2 separate regions of the Mus musculus genome follow, and region 1 is linked to region 2. Evidence: chromatin contacts called from public HiChIP or PLAC-seq data. All regions are on one chromosome and are shown on one strand. Each heading gives the region's core, a stretch centred on a gene start, on an enhancer-like site or on the middle of the called end of the contact. The rest is flanking DNA. Distances are from core to core; before and after follow the strand shown.

Region 1 (5,743 bases), core at 2,144-4,643, 350 kb after region 2:
CTTGGGGGAGACAGATCAACTTTTCTTGGGATGAATCAAGGATTATGTAGTTTGGGGGAAGGAGGTAGGAATATCCAGGGTGGGAAAAGGTCATTGGCTGAAAGCCAAGACACTGGGATGCCTCATTAGCATATGGGGAGATATGCTCTAGGGAGGTGTGGTAAGGTATAGGGGAAGGGGGTGTCTCAGTGGGCCCGTGCCAAGGCATCCCTTCCCTCCAAGGGACCAGCCACACAGCGGTATAGTATAAAATAGAATTTATTCAGGGCATGGAGAGGGGAGTTAAGAGGGTAGTAGAGGCAGAGAGAGGCAGAGAGAGAAAGTAGAGAAGTAGAGGAGTAGAGGCCGGCCATGAGCACGTGGAGAGAGAGGAGGAAGGGAAGAGGGAGCAAGAGACAGCAAGAGGGCAAGAGCAAGAGAGCAGCCCCTAATAGTGGGTCAGGCCTACCTGACTGTTGCCAGGTAACTGTGGGGTGGAGTTTAGGCCGGATGCTAACAGGCAGGCTTCCCTTCCTCTTTTTATGAAGGGAAGAAAGGAGCTGAGGGGGCTAAATGTTTAAACCCACACTAGAGGAAACCCCTCCCAAGCAGGGTTGAGGGAACATCTCCGGAGCTGAGGGAACTCAGAGCTTAGAGTAGGCCTTGTTCTCACTTCCTCGTGTACTTGAGCCGTGATGCACAGTGGCTCTGCTTCTACGTGAGCATCTGCGGAAACCAGCCTTGACCTCAGGGTGGAACACTGAGAACTGCTATGTGCTAGGTTTATGGCAGCTTGACACAAGCTAGGGCCATCGGGGAGGAAGGAGCCCCCGGTGAGGAAATGCCTCCATGAGGTCCAGCTGTAAGGCATCTTCTCAATTAGTGATCAATAGGAGAGGGCCCAGCTCATGGTGGGTGGGACCATCCCTGGGCTGGTGGTCTTGAGTTCTATAAGAAAGCAGGCTGAGCAAGCCATGGGAAGTGTCTTATTCAGGGGTTCTATTCCTGCACAAAACATCATGACCAAAAAGCAAGTTGGAGAAGAAAGGGTTTATTTAGCTTACACTTCCACATTGCTGTTCATCACCAAAGGATGTCAGAACTGGAACACAAACAGGTCAGGAAGCAGGAGCTGGTGCAGAGGCCGTGGAAGGATGTGACTTACTGGCTTGCTTCCCTTGGCTTGCTCAGCTTGCTTTCTTATAGAACCCAGGACTACCAGCCTAGGGATGGCACCACTCACAAGGGGCCCTCCTCCCGTGATCACTAATTGAGAAAATGCCTTACAGCTGGATCTCGTGGAGGCATTTCCTGAAGGGGAACTCCTTCCTCTGTGATAACTCCAGCTGTGTCAAGTTGCCACAGAACTAGCCAGTACAGGAAGCAAGCCAGGAAACAGCACCCTTCCATAGTCTCTTTATCAGTTCTTGCCTCTGGGTTCCTGCCCTGTTTGAGTTCCTGTCCTGACTTCTTCCAATGATGGACTATGATCTGGAAGTGTAAGCCAAATAAATATTCTCCCCCCTAACTGGCTCTTTGGTCTTGGTGTTTTGCTTCAGCAATAGAAACCCTAACTAAGTCACCCAAGGAGGTCACGTGGCTAGACTTGGAGAAGCACATAATTACGGACTTCTGAGGGCTGGCTACTGACGTCATAGGCCAAGAGCACTGGGGATATGTCTGTGAACTGTGGGTACCAGGAGATAGTCAGTACTGCTGCTGGCCGCAGCACAGGACAGTGCTTGTCTGTCTGCAAGACAGAAAGACTAAGCAGGGTGACATTGAGGCAGCTCTAGCGCATGGCTGTGGAAAGATGGAAAAGCAAGCTCTAAGAATCCATTGGGCCCAGGTGAACCTGAGCACCAGGCAACAAAGCATCAGCCAGCAAACATCAGCCAGCTGTCCTCGTTCCCTCCCCGAGGCTAAGGGCAGTAAAGGAAGAATGAGGCCAGGCTGTGGCCATGATGCTTCTAAGAACACTAGGCTGGCTTCCCAAGACCTCTCTTATCTGCTGCCCTGCCTCAGAGAAGGAAGGGGGCTTAATGTGCCTGCCTCGCCTCAGCCCTTACTGACTTGCCTGGACTCTAGACACTTCTGCGTGTCTGGACAGCAAGCCTCAGCTGAGGGGTGAAAATTACTTTATTTTTAGAGTCAGATTACACAGAGTTATTGTCAGAGGTCAGGAAGTGGTGCCAGCTCAGAAATGCCCCCATTTTCCCTTTGGGGTACTCCCAGCGGTTCACACTGATATCTCAGGACTTCCCCTGCCCTTGTTAGGGGATGATGAAGTTGGGTCCTTTCCTCAAGCCCTCCTAAGTCCCTCAGTGAGGATGGGCTTGTGTCCTGTCACCAAGTGTTCACAAAAGAGTGGAAATAAACACCATGATCATTTACTGACATTTCTTCAGGAGGAGGTTGTCGGAGTCCCTGTTCTGTTGCTGTGAAGACTCAAGACTCAAGACTGCCATGACTCAGGCAGAAGCGTTTAATTGGAGGTTTGCTTATAGCTTCTGAGGGTGAGTCTGACCGTCATGACACACATGTCAGCACACAGGCACGCATGGCAATGGAGCAGCAGAGCTTATATATTTTGTTAGCAAGATGGAGGCAGAGAGAGAGCAAGAGAGCGAGAGCATGAGGCTGGACCTGGTGTGGCTTTTGAAACCTCAGTCTATCCCAGTGACATACATCTTCCAAGAAGGCCACACCTCCTAATCCTTCTAAATAGTTCACCAACTGGGTACCAAACATTCAAATATATGAGCCTATGGGGGGCCTTTCTCATCAAACCACCACAGAGGTCTTTTCATACTGAGAGACAGTTGAAGGGAGCTAGCAAACAGCCATAGTGCATGGCAGAGTAACCAGAAAGAAGAGTGGACCTTAGTCTAAAGATGGCAGTTTTGTTCTTAGGTTTCTTCTTCTTCTTCTTCTTCTTCTTCTTCTTCTTCTTCTTCTTCTTCTTCTTCTTCTCCTCCTCCTCCTCCTCCTCCTCTTCCTCCTCTTCCTCCTCCTCCTCCTTCTCCTTCTCCTCCTCCTCCTTCTTTCTCCTCCTCCTCCTTGCCCTCCTCTTCCCCCTCCTTCATCATCCTCCCCCTCCTTCCTCCTCCTCCCCCCTCCCCCTCCTTCCTCCTCCTTCTTCCTCCTTCCTCCTCCTCCTCTCCTCTTCCTCCTTCTCCTCTCCTCTTCCTCCTCCATCTTCTCCCTTCTTCTCCTCCTCCCCCTTCCCTTCTTCCTCCTCTTCCCCCTTCCCCTCCTTCTCCTCCTTCCTTCTTCCTCTTCCCCCTTCCACTTCTTTTCCCTCCTCTACATCCTCCTTCTTCAAAATTCAAGTGAAGTCTTACTTGTGTGACATATACAAATTTTCATCTTGTCAACAGAGTATCTGTTGACAGATCATCATTTTTACTGGAAATACTTCACTTCCCTTATTTTATTTTTCCATGTCCTTGGTAGCAAAAATTTAATCTGGTTGCACCACTTGACTTGTGTTTGAGTCTAAGTTTATGGCATGGTAATAATAGCATGAACTCTTCAGATGCTCTGCTTTAAAACAGCAGCCCATGGGTCTAGGAAGATGGATCAGACAGGAAAGTGTTCACTGTTCAAACATGAGGACCTGAGTTTGGGGTCCCAGAACCCATGTGAGAAGCTGGGCATAGCAGTAGTTCCAGCACTGGGGGGCCTGCTGGCTGGCTCTGTCAAACCAAATAAGTGAGACCCAGATTCAGGGAAAGGCACTTTCTCAAAAACTAAGGTTGGAGGGGCAGGGGCTGGAGAGAGGGCTCCGTTGTTGTTAACAGGGCCTGCTGCTCTTCCTAAGGGCCAGAGTTCAGCTCACAGCACTCACATCCAATGAAGTCACAGTTGCCTGTATCTCCAGCTCCAGGGGACTTAGTGCTGTTTTCTGGCTTCCATGGGTTACACACACACACGCACATGCACGCACACACACACACACACACACACACACACACGCACGCACATACAGGCACACACAGGCACACACACACTTAAAGTAAAATGAACCTTGTAAAAGAATGAAATTGAGGCCAGCCAGATGGTTCAGCAGGTAAGGGTGTCCTAAGTTTGATCCCTGGTACCCACACAATAAATGGAGAGAACAAATTCCCAGATGTTGTCTTCTGACCTCCGCATGTTCACCTACACAAATGGTTAAATACTAAAAAAAAAAAAAAAAAAAAAAAAGAGAGGTAAAAGAGGAAGATAGTGCATGCATATATACAAATACATATATATCATCTCACACGCTAGTATATAATAAGAGAGACAGAGAGAGAGAGAAAAGAGACGGGGGGGGGTGGGGGAGACAAACACTATCCCACCAAACTCAGACATTGGATTGAGTCTGGGCAACGTGAACCGAGAAATGGAAACTATTTTAATCCATATATCTGAAGAGTTCAGGGCATAACAAAAGCTTTTCCAGAAGTGTGTTTATATGTTTTATTATCAGAAACAAAATGAGAGATTTTATAAAATTTGCAACAAAATTGTTCCAAGGTATAATAAGACACAAATAAAACTGTAAAGTCTATTACTGAGGGAGGTTGGTACCCATGGAGGGGGAAGCTCTTTTCTGAGGAGAGGAGAGGAGAGGAGAGGAGAGGAGAGGAGAGGAGAGGAAAAGGAGAATGGGGGAGGGTGGGACTGGATGGGGGGCTTCAATTAAGATGTAAAGTGAATTTAAAAAATTTTGGGGAGCTGGAGAGATGGCTCAGCAGCTAAGAACACTGACTGATCTTCCAGAGGTCCTGAGTTCAATTCCCACCATCTGATGGTAATGGGATCTGATGCCCTTTTCTGGTGTGTCTGAAGATAATGACAGTGTACTCACATACCATAAATAAACCTTTAAAATTTTTTTTTCTTTAAAATGAAACGTGTATTGCTTTAGGACTGCGGGATGGCTAAGCAGATAAGAGTTTTTGTCAGCTGACTTTGCAATCCTGAAAACCTGAGTTCTAAGGCAGAGATCAGCCCAGCTTCCTGAAGAGGCTCAGATCACCTGAGCTACTGGGAAAAGACATTCTCCAACCTGCTGAGCTGCCTGCGGGCTGTGCAGTGAGTTGCAGGTTCCCAGCTTCGGTGAGCTGACATGGTGAGCTGACACCCATGCTGGGTGGACTTTGGTGATGCAGCTGTCTTTCAGTCAGTTTTGCTCCTGTGAGTGACCCTTCACCCACATTCCTTTCCTGTAAGTGATCTCAAGAAAGCTCACTCACCAGGTTAGACTTCAATGATGCCCGTAACTCTGTTTTTTAGTTCCCTATCTGGGGTGAGTAGACACTTGTTCATGCCTCCGAAGGAATAGTGACACACAACAGGTAAATTCTCAGGAAATCACTTAGAGAAACTTATTAGCATAGAGATTTCAGAATGGCTGATTCAAGGCTGGGCCCTAAGAGATAGCAGTTGGAAGAGGGGGGCGGTTTTTAATCATTCCTCATTTACTCTGCCTGAGAATGCTCGAGAAATGCTGTGCAACTGCAAACTTGATTTGCCTCCAGTCCTTTCATCCCCGCAGAAGGTGTGCAGTGGCCATGTCTCTTTGCACCCAACAAACTCAGAGAAGTTACGGAGAGTGCCCATCACTTGTACTTCACGAATGTTATAAAAATGGTTTTCAGCTCCACTTGCTGAGCCCACGGTTGTTAGATCCTGTTCATAAAAAAGAAATGAGCATGATAAGGGCTTGCTTCCTGCTGAGTAAGGCACCGAAAAAGAATCTGTGACGATGTGA
Region 2 (6,222 bases), core at 1,505-4,004:
AGGCCAGGAGGCAAAGCCTCGATGGAGGAAACAGCCCGCCAGAGGGCGCATGGCAGAAACTGGGAGAGGTGGATGGAGGTAAAGGTGATAACCAAGTCGGGCTAGCCTGCTGTGTGGGTGACACAGCCAGGAGTAAAGAGTGCATTGTGTTAGGAGTGGACACACGAGCCCACCTTCTCCACCCTCTGCCCGAAGATACTCGGGTCAGGGGCTTGCAGCTTCTACAAGAGCCCCTGAAGACACCACCTGAGCTGGGGCCTGACCTGTCCTCCTTGAAAAGACACTGGAGGCTTCTGTCCTTAGCCAGAAAGTCCTCACTATCTGACTTGTGTGACTTCAGCTGTAACCCAAGCTGGGGTACCTTGGGCACCCTCCTACGTTGGGGTCCGTGGGAAGCTGAGTCCAGGCAACCTGTACTGGGGTGACAATGACTGACAATGACTGACAATGGGGACTGGGGTGACAATGACTGACAGCATTCTCGCTCAGGGAGGGGTTCTGTGATAGATGAGGAGCCAGAGATGTACCCAAACTGTGGGTTCCACAACTAGGAAGAGGGCCCCATTTAGGATCATATGAGGTGTTCATCTGTCCCTACCCTCTGTGTGACAGGTGGGCCAGGATAGGTGGAGCTTGGTCTGCAGAGGAAGTTTTTACAAATGTGAACAAAGTCCTCTTGCTTCATAGAGAATCTGTCACCATTTGCTTGTGTCCTGGGTATGCTCTACTCCCAGCCCCCAGTAACCCGAGAGCCAGCTCCAGAGAGAAAGCTGCTCTGGAAGGACAGACAGTAAGCAAGGGTGATGAGATTGGCCAGACCTCAGAAGCCTGGATGAATGCCAATGTAGCCCATACCTGCTTCCAGGAAAGAGACTCACGGAAGGGGGCAGAGAGGAGACCCAAGATGGGAGATGCCCTCCTTACCCATGGCCAAGGTCCCTTAGAGATGCTGTGTGTGTGTGTGCGCGCACACACGCGCGGTCCAACGCCCTCTGTCCAGGCTATCGGCTGAGTGACACACACATCCCTGTCCCATCTAGTTCTAGGGATGCTGGTTCTATGCAGGAGCTTCCCATCCTTCCAGGCATGGCATGGCTAATCTTCTCTTTAAGGAAGTTGGCCCAGCCCACCCTGTTTGGACCAGCGCCCTCAGCAAAGTCCCTGGCTTGCCCAACCCCATCTAAATCCACTGGGACCCCGTGCTTTGTCTGCCTTCTCCATCTGCAAAGGGAGACCCACACATCTTTCAGCAAGTTTTCCAAAGGCTCTTGTCTCTCTCCCCCTCCCCAGCCCCCACATGGCCATGCCTGGGTCTGAGAGCTCCGGTGGGCAGACAGCACTTTCCCGAGTCCCGGAAGGTAAGGATCGCCTGAGCCTGTTGACTTCACCCTTGCCCGATCCATCTCTTTTAGGCCTTTACTCTGGCTGGGTCTCCCTTTCTTGAGCCCACCCAAGGTTAATGCCTCCAACTCCTTCACCCGATTGTCCCCCGCTTCCTAGACTCCCACCCTTTTCACATGCTGACCCCACCCCCACCTGCTGTGTGCAGAACTTCCTTGAGCAGCTTGTCACATTGCGCCTGGGCACGGTGCAGCAGGAAAATCTGTTCCTCTTTGGTAAAGACATCGTCTGCGTCCACCTGCCAAACCAAAGGTCAGACTGTAGGCAGCACTTCCAGGTGAGGCAGCTGGTTCCAAACTCATGCAACCTCCCCAGGGATTTCCCCCCTTTCGAAAAGTGATCCCTTCAGAGAGAATGTGGGGAGTCGGGGAGAGCATCTGCCTTCCAGAGCCTCCCTTTTAAAGTTTGAAGCCACGGTAACTCAATGGCTAGGACCTGCCCCCTTGCAGGGAGGAGAAAAGAATTGAAGCTGTCTTGTCTGTCTGTCCAGCAGTAACCCAGCATCCACTGGCATTCTTTGTCTAGTAACCCCCCCCCCAGGGGGGGGTGTATGGGAATGGTGGAATGTCCCAGGATGGAGCCTCACAGGGTCCTGACTGCCTGCTGGTGATCCAGGGTTAGATCAGGAGTGCTGAACTCTGAGGAGATAAATCCAGCCTGGATTCCTTCAAGTTTCAAGGCCCCCGGGGACCATGACAGCCACCATTTTCCATGCTGACCCAGTGGTCAGCCGGTGCTTTTCCCAGTGAAGGGTCAGAGTCTCACCCTTCCTACTGAGAGCCCCAAAGAGGGAAAATGGAGAAGCAGTGGGCTGGGCTGCACCCCCACATGCAGCTCGGCGCAGTCCTAGGAGCCCTTCATCCCACTGGAAGTTCCTCCATCCTAGCAGATGCTGCGGAGGACATGTGTAACTCAGCACAGGCCTTTGCTCCTGCTGACCTCTCTGAAAGAATGTCCTCTCTCCACTCTGTACACCCACGGGGACCCAGCAACATCATTTTAACCCCGGAAGAGAGAATAGTGCAAGGGGTCAGGGAGAGTCTCTTTCTGAGATGGTGGCTGCTGGAGGAGATCTGAGTCTCCCCTGACTTGGAAGCAGGGGCCAGCATCTTGCCTGGAAGGAGTACCGGGTGGGATACTCTGGGACAGCCCGGGGCAGTCAGAGCCATGTACCTCAGACCTCATGACTCCCCTAGAAAGCCTACCTCTTCCTTAAACTCCAAAGAACACAGCCTGATCACCCTGAACCGACAGCTCTGCCAGCCCATGCCTGGCCATGTAGGCGGGTCTCTTTAGTAAGGGTGGAGCTACGAGAGGCAGAGAACTTGGAGGCCTGGAAGGAAGGAGGCGGGTCAGGTTAGGGGCGGGCCGGCGGGAGGGGGCGGGCGGCCCGGGTCAGGGAGCCCGGCTGAAGGGAGAAGTTAATTGACCGCGTCTCTTGGCGGCAGCTGCTCCGGCTTTCAGGCCAAGGAGTCTCCAATTGGCTCCGCAGAGTTTTGCTGGTTTTACTTAGCGGAGGCGCGCTAGCGTCTTTGCGCGTGCGTGTGACTGGCTGCGCACACGCTGTCTGGCCAGTGTGTGAACTTCTGTGTGCCCCGTTTCTGTTAAGTTCTCATGAAGGAACTGCCTAACTCGTAAATTTGGGCCCTGGAGCCTGATGTGTTTGTGAAAACGCATGTGTACATGTTTGTGGGCTAAAGACTTTGTGAGGGCTTCTGGGAGCGTTGCCGAACTTCTCTAAAATGCATGTCTGTGTCTGCTGCTTCCGGAGCCTGAATCTGAAATGGACCCTCAGGACTCAGCTAGCCTTCATGCCTAGGGGTCCCAGGAAGGCTGAAGTGGATCCCCCTGGGCTGCGGGCTCTAACCCCTCCCCACTGCTCAGACCACACCTACGACAGAGCTGGCTGGGGCAGGCTGATAAGGATCAGCGAGGACAAATAGGCTTGTAAGATCCAGAGACCTCCAAAGCCACCCTGAAGCTCTCCTAATGCCTCTGACACTGGAGATCCAGCTACTGGAGGTCCGATTCTTACACAACCTCACTCCGATGACAGAATCTACTCCCTACCATTCATTCAGTCACTGTGGTTAATATCTCCATCAATTACTACTCCCTCCCAATCAGCACCAACATAACCATCACCACTCCCGAGGTTACCATCACCATTGCTGACAGGTCCGTTCCCACCATGAGCACTGCTGTTACCATCAATACAGCCACCATTACCACCACCATCATTGCCCTAATTGGGCCAACACCATTCCCGTCACCATTACTACGAGCACCATCACAGCATCCCCAGAATGAATGCCTTGACGTTATCACCATCAAGATCAGCACCACCACAGGCAACATCAGCACCATCACTAATTGTACCACTTGCTCCATAACCACCATCCATACCACTGCCTGGTCATTTCACTACCATATCCATTCTTTTATGGTCCCTTCCTTCTGCCCAACTCCACCCCTCCCAAGATCTGTAATTCGCCGTGGTTTTGTCCCAGTTTAAGGAGTGGGCGTACATGACTGACCAAAGCTCCCATCTCTGATGACTTGCCCATGCATTAGTTTCCTAATGGCCAGGCTAGCCACTGATGTGACCAGGGAGTTTAACCTGGTGGCCTAGATTAGAGGTAAGCAGTTGTGGATTGAAAACTTCCCAGCTAACACCCTGAGACTGACTAACATGGCCACTCAGAGGCTGGGATGGGGTGGCTGCTTAACCTTCCACCTGTCTCCTTCTCCAGAGTCTCGCTCCTGGACAGGGAAGGCCACATACTTCTAGCATCCTCCCCCATAAGCCTTCATCATCCCCAAGGGCAATGGCCTTGCCTCTGACCTCCCTGGGCGTTAAGATCTACTTCTTTGTCACACCACTGAAGACAGAGCTGCCATGCCGGATGTGGCTCAGAGTGAGGAAACACTTCTCCAAAGAGAAGAGGCAGCCATCTACCCAGGGCTTCCTCCCTGCTAGCCTTAGAACACAACTCCCCATCTGGAGTGCTCAGACACCCTTTCTTCTTTCAGCGTCAGGGATTCTCTACTAACACTAGTGCCAAATCCCACCTCCGCCATTGACCAGTGTCTCTGGCAAAGTCGCTTAAGCTCAGTGCTTTAGATGTCCTGTAACATCAGAGTGACAGCGAGGCTGTTGTGGATTTAAATGAACTACTACTGCCTCAAAAGCCGGGGCAGGGCAGGCAGAGGAAAGCTAGCTGCTGTTACAGCTTCTGTGAGCAACAGGACTAACTCACCACTCCCACCCCCAGCCCCACCCTAACCCCAGCCTTGTCTCTAGGGGTCCACAGCAAAGGGCTGATGGGTTGGGGACCCTGAGGGCCAGGAATGGGAGCAGTGCTGGGTGAGGCATGCTTGGGTTGACCCCTGAACTCACATCACCATTCGAGGTCACTGCCAGAACCCCCCCACCAAGATGACCAGTCCTCTATCCTATCTATCCTTAGAGGGATGAGGGGGAGAGATGCTGACAACTCTGACCAGACAGACATCATCACTGTCTGCTGCTCCCTTCCCCCTTCCCAGCCCAGTCACCTCCTTCCCCTGTAAGAGAGCTGTTTTCTTGGCAAAGCTCCTGAGTATGAAGGAATCAGGCTGTTATCTTCTTAGGTCCAGAATGTGTTTACCTTGAGTCTCAGGGGCAAGACTGAGGAACCAGGGATTGGGTCATGGCTAGGTATCACCAATGAGAGTATGACACCTGCCCTGAATCCTGTCTTCCCCTTTATGGATGAGGCTGAAAGTTCTTTCTGATTCACCTATCATAGCGCTCCTTCCAACAGCACGGCATAGAGCCTTCTTGTACAAACACAGCACATCTAGAGTGTGTGAACTTACAGGGGCTGATGTGACTTTAGCTCTGCGCTAGACAGGCTTGTGAGGCTCCAGATCATCCACAGACAGACAGGGGCTGAGGTGGGCAGGTAACTTACGCACCCCGTGTTGCCGAGCCAGCGGTGGTGCCCGTGTCGTCAGAGGGACTGTTCCTGAGTTCAGAAGCTCAGTCCCATGATCTGAGAACTCCCAGCCTCTGCATGCTGAGGTTACAGACGGACACCACATGCCTGGCTAGGCTGCTCTAATTTAGTTTAGCTCCCAGGAGACCCTAATCCCAGGGAGATCTCAATAAAGAACCGTGAGGTAGGAGGGTGCGGACGAAGCAGGGTGTGTCGAAGCTGGTGACTGATGAGGGTAAAGACAGTGCGGTCCATACCATCGCCCAAATGACGGCCACCACTCTAACTTCCTCTTCTCCCTGCCAGATTCCACACATTTAACGTCTGTCTCTGATCTCAGACGTGTCAAGAATCTACCCCATCAGACAAACTGGAGGACATGCAGGGGTTCCTTTTTCAGATCCAACACTTGTGCCTCTGTGCAAGGGGCTTCTATTGCGTAATATTTTCTTAGCAGGATGCCCTCTTGGGTCACATCAGCTACCCCCTTGCCAGGGTTAGCCTGGTCCCTTAAGGGACAGTGTGCTTTGCCTCCTTGCCTGCCACTGGAGAAGGCAGCAGACATTTGGTGTTCACCCCTGGATGCTCCTGTCGCACTGTCCTGTCTGTGTCTGCTGACACTCTTGTCATCCTCACTTCTACTACATACCCATTTTACAAAAGGAAGACTGAGGCCTAGAGACCAGTTGGAAGGAGAGGGCCAGGCATGGAGCTCTGGTGTACTTTACACCGAAGCAACCATCTTGGAGCAAAGGAAACGTGCGGCTTCACAGCTGCTGAAGCACCAGCCATCACATCACGTAACCAGCACCCTGGCCTGTAACCCTTGCTGCATCAAGCA

The links. HiChIP or PLAC-seq counts read pairs in DNA pulled down with a chosen protein or histone mark.
Region 1: a contact with region 2 is called in an H3K4me3 HiChIP or PLAC-seq map of bone marrow-derived macrophages, with 5 times the contacts expected there. The contact joins two enhancer-like sites. A contact is called at or near these places in 2 of 39 promoter capture datasets (hippocampal neurons and stem cell-derived epiblast-like cells), 6 of 484 Hi-C or Micro-C datasets (the G1E-ER4 cell line, embryonic fibroblasts, embryonic stem cells and 1 more) and 1 of 115 datasets of contacts at active chromatin or transcription factors (bone marrow-derived macrophages).

The regions. Positions count from the first base shown.
Region 1 is chr9:111,080,383-111,086,125 of GRCm38.p6, forward strand. No RefSeq gene overlaps it. Among named protein-coding and RNA genes, the nearest start is that of Gm26409, 7.9 kb to the left of the region's middle. Within about 2 kb of position 3,394, at least 3 of the 459 cell types and tissues checked have an H3K27ac peak or open chromatin away from gene starts, as enhancers often do. A contact at or near this core is called in bone marrow-derived macrophages, where this site is marked.
Region 2 is chr9:110,730,002-110,736,223 of GRCm38.p6, forward strand. It overlaps Pth1r (parathyroid hormone 1 receptor), which reads right to left. Exons shown (of 14, transcript NM_001083936.1): 2 at 1,537-1,639. Among named protein-coding and RNA genes, the nearest start is that of Gm35775, 8.7 kb to the right of the region's middle. Within about 2 kb of position 2,755, at least 166 of the 459 cell types and tissues checked have an H3K27ac peak or open chromatin away from gene starts, as enhancers often do. A contact at or near this core is called in bone marrow-derived macrophages, where this site is marked.